2 separate regions of the Columba livia genome follow, and region 2 is linked to region 1. The links are chromatin contacts, called in public Hi-C maps. All regions are on one chromosome and are shown on one strand. Each heading gives the region's core, a stretch centred on a gene start, on an enhancer-like site or on the middle of the called end of the contact. The rest is flanking DNA. Distances are from core to core; before and after follow the strand shown. Region 1 has its middle 55 kb from the start of GALNT15. Region 2 holds the start of GALNT15 (polypeptide N-acetylgalactosaminyltransferase 15).

What was found. Hi-C and Micro-C count contacts between places; a contact is called where the count stands out from the background.
Region 2: a Hi-C map of crop shows a contact between it and region 1, with 2.2 times the contacts expected there. The contact joins the promoter of GALNT15 here to the enhancer-like site in region 1. A contact is called at or near these places in 2 of 2 Hi-C or Micro-C datasets (crop and liver).

The regions. Positions count from the first base shown.
Region 1 is chr2:38,025,382-38,029,796 of bColLiv1.pat.W.v2, reverse strand. No RefSeq gene overlaps it. Among named protein-coding and RNA genes, the nearest start is that of GALNT15, 55 kb to the left of the region's middle. Within about 2 kb of position 2,141, at least 1 of the 3 cell types and tissues checked has an H3K27ac peak away from gene starts, as active enhancers do.
Region 2 is chr2:38,081,730-38,085,863 of bColLiv1.pat.W.v2, reverse strand. It overlaps GALNT15 (polypeptide N-acetylgalactosaminyltransferase 15), which reads right to left and starts at 2,835. Exons shown (of 11, transcript XR_010470102.1): 1 at 2,661-2,835; 2 at 1,179-1,727.

The DNA.
Region 1 (4,415 bases), core at 892-3,391:
TTTACTTCCTTGAAAGTTAATGGAGTGTATGTTCCTAGATGTGTAGAGCGTTCACCTTTACAAAGGGAATTTTTAATTCACACTTGTTTAAATGCTATTTAAAAATGAACGATGTTTCAAAATGCACATGTGCATGAAGAAGCAACATGAAGAACGCCTTATACCTGAGTATTTTTTTCTGCCTTTCTACCTCCTCCTTATATCAGTGGCACAAACCAACCCAAATACAGCAGAGGCTGGGAGGCTTCATCTCATGGGTCCATCCCTTAGGCTAAAGGAAGATTACGTGTTGGGAGCCACAGATCTCTTGCAATCTGGTGGAAAAGCTGCAGCTGCATGATGGTGACACCTTTGCTGGCACACTTTGTCAGGTCAAAGTGATTCAGGAAATTCTACAGAGGCACCGTGAGACAGAGTTTGTTTGGCTGTTTCTGCTCCAGTGGTTTTGCTGAGAGCTCCTCAAAGGATGAATCCATGGAGGAGGAGGCTGCCTTGTGCTTTCTGTTCCTTTTCCAAACTGTACTGTGCCCTGCTTATAGTTTCCACTTATTTCCACTGAATAAATATGAAGAGCATATACCATCCTCAACCTCTATCAGAAATGTTAGCAAGAAGGTTTAGAAAATATGAGTGTTGAGTCCCTTAACAGATCACCTGCTAACCACCAGGTCCATTTGGGAAATGAGAGCATGGAAACCTTGCTCAAGAATAGCTACTTCTGCATGGCTTGCTCTGCAAAGTGCACCCAGTTAGTGGTAGTGCACTTTCTGTGGGATGGGAGCCAGCCCTGAAAGGTCATGCAGAAGGCCAGCCCTCTGAAGGAACTCATCGCAAATACCCCTGCTGTGCAAAAAGCCTGTGATCCCACTGTGCGCCAGGGAAGACAGGACAGGACTGGTATCAGTGCAATTTAAAATATCAACATGCTGTGCCAACAGCAACGGTCAATAAAGTTATCATGATGTTCATCCTCCTGAATTTCACAGGCAGGATTATGGCAATAGCCCAGATTAGATGTTTCAGACATCTGTCTGCCTGGTGACTGTTCTACCACTGCAATGCTGACCACAGTGTCAGCCTGAAAAAGACTTGGCTGCAGCATGTGCCACGTTGTCTGTCTCCTACATGGTGAGAGAACCCCATACAGTCCTTTCTGAACAGCATCAGCCTTGTCAGCGCCTGGGATGTGTGCAGCAGGAGTTTGAGCTTCCACAAGCTCCACTCTGCTTCAACAACAGAGTAACTGAGAACTGATGAAACTCAGCCATGCATACAGGAAAGGCAGGCATTTGCTAATTTGCTCATCATGTCCACCTTGACTGGATCAAAAAGAATCATCAGTGAGATGGTGTGACACTGCTTTCTGACTTCTTGACTGTCTTTCTACCAGATTTCAACTTTCTGCTCTGAAACTTTGCAGTGATCTTCACAAGTGGATGGGGAAACTTGCCTTTGTTTGCTAGGTTTTTTTTCTGGAAAACATCTGATCCTTTGGGGATGTTCTCTAAATGATTTAAGGCAGAGAAAGAGCATGGAAGATTTCAGCCCTTAAAGTTAAAGGTCTGACAAAGTTACAAGCAACTGGAAATGGTGGGTATGATGGAAAGTATTAGCCTGGTGTAACAATGGATGGAGCAGTAGCAACACCTATAATTGTAAATGACAAAACAGAAAGGAAAACTATATTCCAAGGGATTTAAAATATTTTTTTTAAACCTAGGCCAGGTTGTCCCCTCCCAAGTTAAAACCCACAGGAGGCAATTTCTGCTTGGAAACTGGTACACGGTGATCTGCAGATCTCTTCCAGACTGACTCATCCCAGAGGCAGCATCTCTTTCTGTTCTCCAAAGGGTGCAGATTTTTTCCCTTCCAAGTGGGGACAGAGATGCCTAAGCTCACTTGTTTCAGGTCTTGCCCTAAGGGTCTTTCTCACCCCTATCCCCCAGTTTTAGCCTGTTCTATTTAAAGACACCCTCATAGTGATTTTGGTTTGCTGAAAACAGTTTCCAGAATGAAAAAGGGAGAGTTATGGAAACTCTGCAGCCTCTGGCTCTTGGGCTATTCCCTCTTCCAGTGCAGGTTATACAGAGCAGGGGAAGGGACAGCAGAGGTGGGTAAAAAGCAGATGTCTTGGATGCAAGGAAGCATCTGCACACTGTGAAGAATTCAAATACCTCACTGCTGGCTTGCTGTTTTCTTAAAATATTACAATTGCTTTTCTGAGCTTGCTGTAAAACTAAGTAAAAGCAGCACTATGCTATAGTAACATTTTTTTCTCTTTTTTTATGGTATGATATTTTTAATATAACTTTTGGCAGCATGTGCTGAGAAGCAGAGATTTTCGCTGAAATGTGGGACCTCAAAAGAAAGTCTGTTTGTCCCAAAGTGGCATGTTGTTTCATGACCTTTCACAGATGTTTCATTAATTTGTCATCCTGAGCTACAGAATTGCTTTTGTTAGGATGTAGAAATCACTCTGTTCTTGCAGAGCTGTTGGTGACATGACTCATGGTCCCACTGCATAGATTTGGACTAGTACAATAACTGGATAGAGGGAGAGAGAGGGTTTTTTTTGCAGTCTGTTTTGGTAACCAAGCAGAGAAATTGCACCAGCCTTTGCTTTCTCCCCCTCCAACCAGTGGTAGAGGTCTTAAATATATTCATAAGAAAAATGAGTTATGATCTGTAGTAAGGATTTATTACTTTACCAGTTACTTGAATTTCTCCCTTAAGATTACATGAAGGGCAATTAGGGTTGTTTTCTTATTTTTTTTTTTCATGGAGAAGGGTCTTAGGCAAAACCAGGTAACAAAGAGCAAAGCTCAAAACAACTGACGACGCTATGAAAGAATCTGCCTTCCGTCATTGAAGAGTCCTCACAAAATCATCTAATTTATCAAGAAAACACAGTCTGGGATTTATTATCTAACAAATTTTTATTGTATTTAATGTCCAGTGAGTGTTTTTCAGATCTGTGTCCTAGAAAATGAGGGAAACATGCCTTCAAATATTTGTTGAAACTCTCTTTGGACATTATGGAGCCACTTCTATTCTCTCCTAAATGACAGCAGTTGCCCTCTAAGCCAGCTAGCTGAAACACTTTGAAGTACTTCTCTTGGCTGTCCAGATTGCAGGACAGAAATAGAGAGCAGGGCAAGCCTCTCTTTTGGACTGCAGAAACCTAGATGCTGTGATGCTAACAGCTCCATCACCTTCTCACCTGCATCCTTTTATATCAGCCCTGGGCTCCTCCTGGCTCTCTCTTTTCTCTTAGCCTGAATTTTGGGGAGGGCTGGGGCTCTGGCAGTTGTTGACACCCCCAGGATGAGCAAACACCTACAGCAATAACCCTAAGGAGTCTTCCTTTTGGTACCCTCCATGCTTTTTTCATTTTGAGGTGTATTAACTAGTTGATGCTCCCATCAAGAACAAAGATGTCCTCTTTTGCCCCTACATATTACTAAGAGAAAGGAATCGTCATGGAGTTGCTGGACTGTAAATGGGGACAAAACATCCCCTGTGGACCCCAGAAGCAGTGATGCACACAGCAGGAGGTGCTTGGCTGAGCCCTTGCAGACCTGGCCAAGTTTGCAGGGCTGTTATCAGAAGCTGTGCCCAATGTCAGGAAAGGTAACCTCAGCTGCAGGCTGTACAAATCCTCAGGGAGACTCTCAGCTGCCTGCCCCATGGTGTCCTTTCCAGAGAGCCGTTTCCCAAGGCTGCCCACTTTTTCCTGGGGCTGTCCTGCTCTTGGTTACTGAGAGGACAGAAAAAAAGCAGAGACAGGGGTGTGAAATCAAGCAGGATGAGATGTGATGTTTTTAATCTTGGGGGAACTTCTAAAAAGCTGGATTACAGCATATACATTCTGACACTTCAGTCCACCTTCTGTATTGATGTAATTTTTAAGAATTAAATCAGATACTCATCAAATGACCAACTAGTGCTATCAGAGCAGGAACTGAGCCATGAACCAACAAACACGTGTGAAATGTTTGGCTACTCCCAGGAGCCTGAGTAAGGGGAAGGGGCTACTCCACAAGGAGAGTGGCAGCAACCGCAGCATAGCCATGAGCACAGAGAGTCTGCCCTGGGCTGTTCCAGAGCATATCCTCTCCATGGCAAGTTGGAGATGTACCAGATGTTGGTTTCAATGCTCGTTTGTGAATACCAGAGAGAAAGGCTGGCCTGCAAGAGTGTGTTTTCCTCACTTGCTCCCCTTCTTGGTGTCTGTACTGGGTCAGGGTACCTCTGTGCATCCCAGAGAGGAGGTCTTGGGGTGGTACAGCTCTGTGAGATGAGAAGTGTCACTGAGGGATCTTGCTGGAGAGGCCTCTGACCCCTCCCAGGAAATCTGTGCCTGGTACCTATGCAAGGGTGGTCAATACACCACTTCACATGGACATTATGAAGAT
Region 2 (4,134 bases), core at 1,586-4,085, 55 kb before region 1:
GATCCCCTTCCCTTTCCCTTGGGACAGGGGAGTGTAGATGCTCCTCAGCCCCTTTCTAAGAAGCTGCCTCTCCTGGGCTGTAGGAGAATGACTCCAGAGTCTCCAGGCTTCAATGTGGGGCTTCAAATCTAACACATGTGGTTTCAGATGCCACATGTGGGTCTCCAAATGTAACACTCGTTCCATGTGGCCTTCCAGCCAGGCGGCTGCTGGCTTTGGTGGCATGGGCAGATCTGGCCAGACACACTCATCTCCACCATCGATCCTTCCAGGAGTTTCCTTTCAATGTTTGTGGGCGTCACTTGTTAGACTAAAAAAAAAAAGTTAAAAGCCCCAACTTCTGACTCCTTCACCACCCCAGAAGACCAGCAACCCCGTAGCTCTGGCAGAGGCCCACCATGACGAGATGCCCAGGGCTTCGGACGGACCCATAACGGTGGGACGCGGCGGGAAGGCCGCTCGCTGTCCCGGCCCCGTGCTCTCCTCACGCCGCCGCCCGCCCCTCGCACACTGCGGGCCCAGGGCAGGCGCAGCCGGCGGGCGGGCTGAGGCCGGGGGCCGGCCGAGGGAGGCGGCCGCCCTTCCCGCTCGACAGCCCGGCATTTAGGCATCCCCTTCCCAGCACACAGACATCGAACCGGGGGTCACGGGGAGAGCCGGAGCGCTCCCTGCCCCGCCGCCCACCGGCACCTGCTGCTGCGGGAGGCGCCGGGCCCGCTGCCGCCAGCAGGGGGCGCTGCCGCCTGCCCGCAGGGCGACGCGGTGCCGGGCCGGACCGGGCCGAGCTGAGCTGTGTTCCCCTCCGCTGGCTGCCCGCAGCCCCTCCGCGTTTTGCCGCCTTGCGGCTGCTGAGGGCTGGAAATGCCGCCGGTGCTTCATGCGGCCTGTGCTGGCTCCGGCAGCACCTGCCGCGGCCTCGGGGGCTGTGGCTGGGCAGCGCGGGGTGGCAGCGGGAGCCGGCGGGGGCGGCTGGGAGCACACCTGGCTGTGAGGAACGGAGCTGTGTGCCTCACGCAGCCTGAGGAAAAACGGCATCCCGAAGCGGAGAGTTTAAAAGGAAAGACGCGGGAATTACAGAAGGAGAGGTTCACGGGACGGGGCGGGGGGGAAGGGCTTGGACGGCGGCGGGGAAAGAGACAGGTTTTCTCCCAGAGATGAAATAGGCTGTTGTTACTTACAACGGGTGTCGTACCTCAGGCAGGTCCCTGCGCAGAGAGATCCGCTCGCTCAGCGCTTCGTTAAAGCCGTGGGTTTCCAGGCCGAGCGGCCGCTGCCCCGCGGCAGCGCCTTCCGCGGGCTGCAGAGGACGGGCCGGGAGCTGCGGGGACTCCGCGTCCCCCTCGGCCCTCGCCTCCGGCCGCCTGCTCTGCTGCTTCACCACGCGATAGCCCTTCCTGGCCTTGCTGTGGTTCCTCCGGCCCGTGGGTGACACGACGGCTGCGATCAACTCGTCCTCCCGCAGGGAGATGAACGGTGACAGCCCATCCAAAGGGTAGTACTGCTGGCTCTCCTCCTGGGTGTCCAGCATCTCTTGGGTCTCCACAAAGTCCACCTGATACCCTTCCCGGGGGTTGAACTCCACAGGCTGGAAAGTCCCTTCCTTGCTCTGGTTGCTGGGTGGTGGATTCAGCGTTGTAACCATCAGTAGCAAAAAGCCCAGCATCAGCAGCAACAAGAGAAACTGCAGCTTACGTGATCCATATCTGCACTTCTTCCTCAAGAACATACTGTTGGTGACAAAATGATACAGATGGTCATGTTAAATATCCCTCGGATCTTTCTTAGACTCCAGTCCTCGGGTTGCAGCAAAGCCCTGGTTTTCACTATCTGCCAAGAGGATTTTTTTGCTCCCCTCACATTTCACTGATGCCGTTTCATGCTTTCCTTTCTGTTTACAGACAAAATATAACATTCCTATTAATATTGCACTTACTGTAGTAAAAGGTAGCATGGATCCAGTGAGATGAAATAGATCCTTTATGATACAGAGTCCCAGCTTAGTTAGGAAAGCACATGTTTAGCTGAAAAAAAGAGTGGCTGAAGTTTTGATTTTTTTTCCCTTTTAAATTCTAAGTAAAAAGAAATTCCATTTCTGATAGTTTCCTTCCAGAGTAGTTCCTGCTTCTTCAAAATTTCCAGTTGCTGCCTGGATTGAAGCGCTTTATGCCTGAAAACAGATCTGACAGCTCTCCCCCGTGCAGAGGCTTAAAGTTAACTGTGATCAACAGATGAGAACTACTCAGCCCCTGACTTGTTTCACACATAACTACGGCACTCAGTCAGGAAGCACTTTGCCAGACATAATACAGAGCAATGTGTGCGTCTTTCTCGTGGTCCTAATGCCCTCACTGTTCTTGTCCTATCAAATCAAAACTTTGCAAAAGCTGTAAGAGGTGAAATATAAGAAGCAAAACGTTGTACTATAAAAGAAATCAAGGGACACCATGAATCTCTCTATGTCTGAATAGCTCTGTTAAACTAAGAATGCTCAGAGCAAGAAGCAAGAGTTTTATAAACTGAATAAAAGAGAGAGTGCACATGATTTATTTAAGGTTAGATGTATTAGTATGGTAATGTGCTAGCTGGAGTATATTTCATTTTCAGTAAATATTTAGAGCAGTGGGGATTTTAACACTGACATAAGGTTGTCACATTATCACCTGGCAGAATGAAGTTGTCTCCTCATCCATAAATTGGGTATTGCAGGGGAAGCAGCACTTCAAGTTTTCAATAGTCCAAGAATAATATGTAGAAAGCCTGGGCTGGAACAACCACCCACACTGAAAGAAAACAACGGCTTTTGTGATTAAAAGGGGAGCTCAGTCTCTGAGGTCTGTTTGCTAGTACTGCTGGTATGGGTGCTAGTGGGCATTTTTTTGCTGTGAGATGGATGATTGTCCAATGGGAAAAAGGGTGATACAGCCCACATGCTTCAGCGTCACACGCCTCTTGGTCTGGCAGAGATCAGGTGTGGATGTAACTCAGATGTTACCAATCCTTTTGACGCTGGGGACATGGGATGTGTTTTTTTGCATATCCTGTAATATTTGATGAGCAAAAAGTACCAGCTCCAGGAGGCATGTGGTTACTAGGAAACTTCCATGTCCACCTTTTGTTAAAAAGTACATTTCTACACATTATAGGTAAAACAAAAGCCTGAAGATGTGAATGCTGTATACTCTAAAGGGAGACAAGAATTCTTCCTTTTTTTCCTGCTTTCCCATTACTTCCCTGTAAGATGTTTTCTAAGTTCAGCCTATGGTTCTTGGTAAACAACTTGCAAAAAATTGAAAATGAGAGGACATGTACTTTCAAGACACACACTTTCAAACTACAATGAGTCATCACCTTCAAAAGTCGGGATAGGATAGGATAGGATAGGATAGGATAGGATAGGATAGGATAGGATAGGGCACCTTAAAATTACTGGACATGTAGTCTCAGTTCTGTCTGTACTGCCCTAACCCTCTTATATAGAATGTTTTGAGGTGGTGTGATGAGTCTGCTGTGTGGCACCTTCCTTACCTCAGCTGTTCTTTAAAATATATAATACTGCTTTAATAATATCTTGGATAGAAGGAAGATTTAACCAGTATTTGGTACTTCACCATTGTATGTGTCTTCCTGTTTTAACTTAATTTACAGAAAAGTAACATCCCAGCCCACCTTCAGCCCTGAGAATATTGCTCTTTATCCTACTTTTTATAGGGAAAAAAAAAGTGTTGATGTTTTCAGTTCAATAGGGAAGCATCACACATTTGCATTAAAAAATCTGAGTTCAAAAGCATTCATATAAAAATATGTGTCAGGCATAGAAAGACAAAATGAAACAGAAATGAAAAGACATGTCCAAGGCACTCTGCTGGCACCAGCAACCTGCAAAACGTTCAGTTCCACAGTCTCGTTATCAGGCATGTAGAATGGAAGAAAAGAAAAGAAAAGGAGAAACTTAAGAGTATGTGGAATAAATGGGAGAAAGTATTACTGGCTTTTTAAACTTTTTTTTTTACTTTTCTGATCCAGCCAAGTATTTCAATTTAATTTAATTACTATTCTTGCCCTGGCTAAAATATTATAACAGGATGCTGATCAAGGTAATTCTAGCCTGCAGCAGTAAATTCTGTCCTGGTTTGT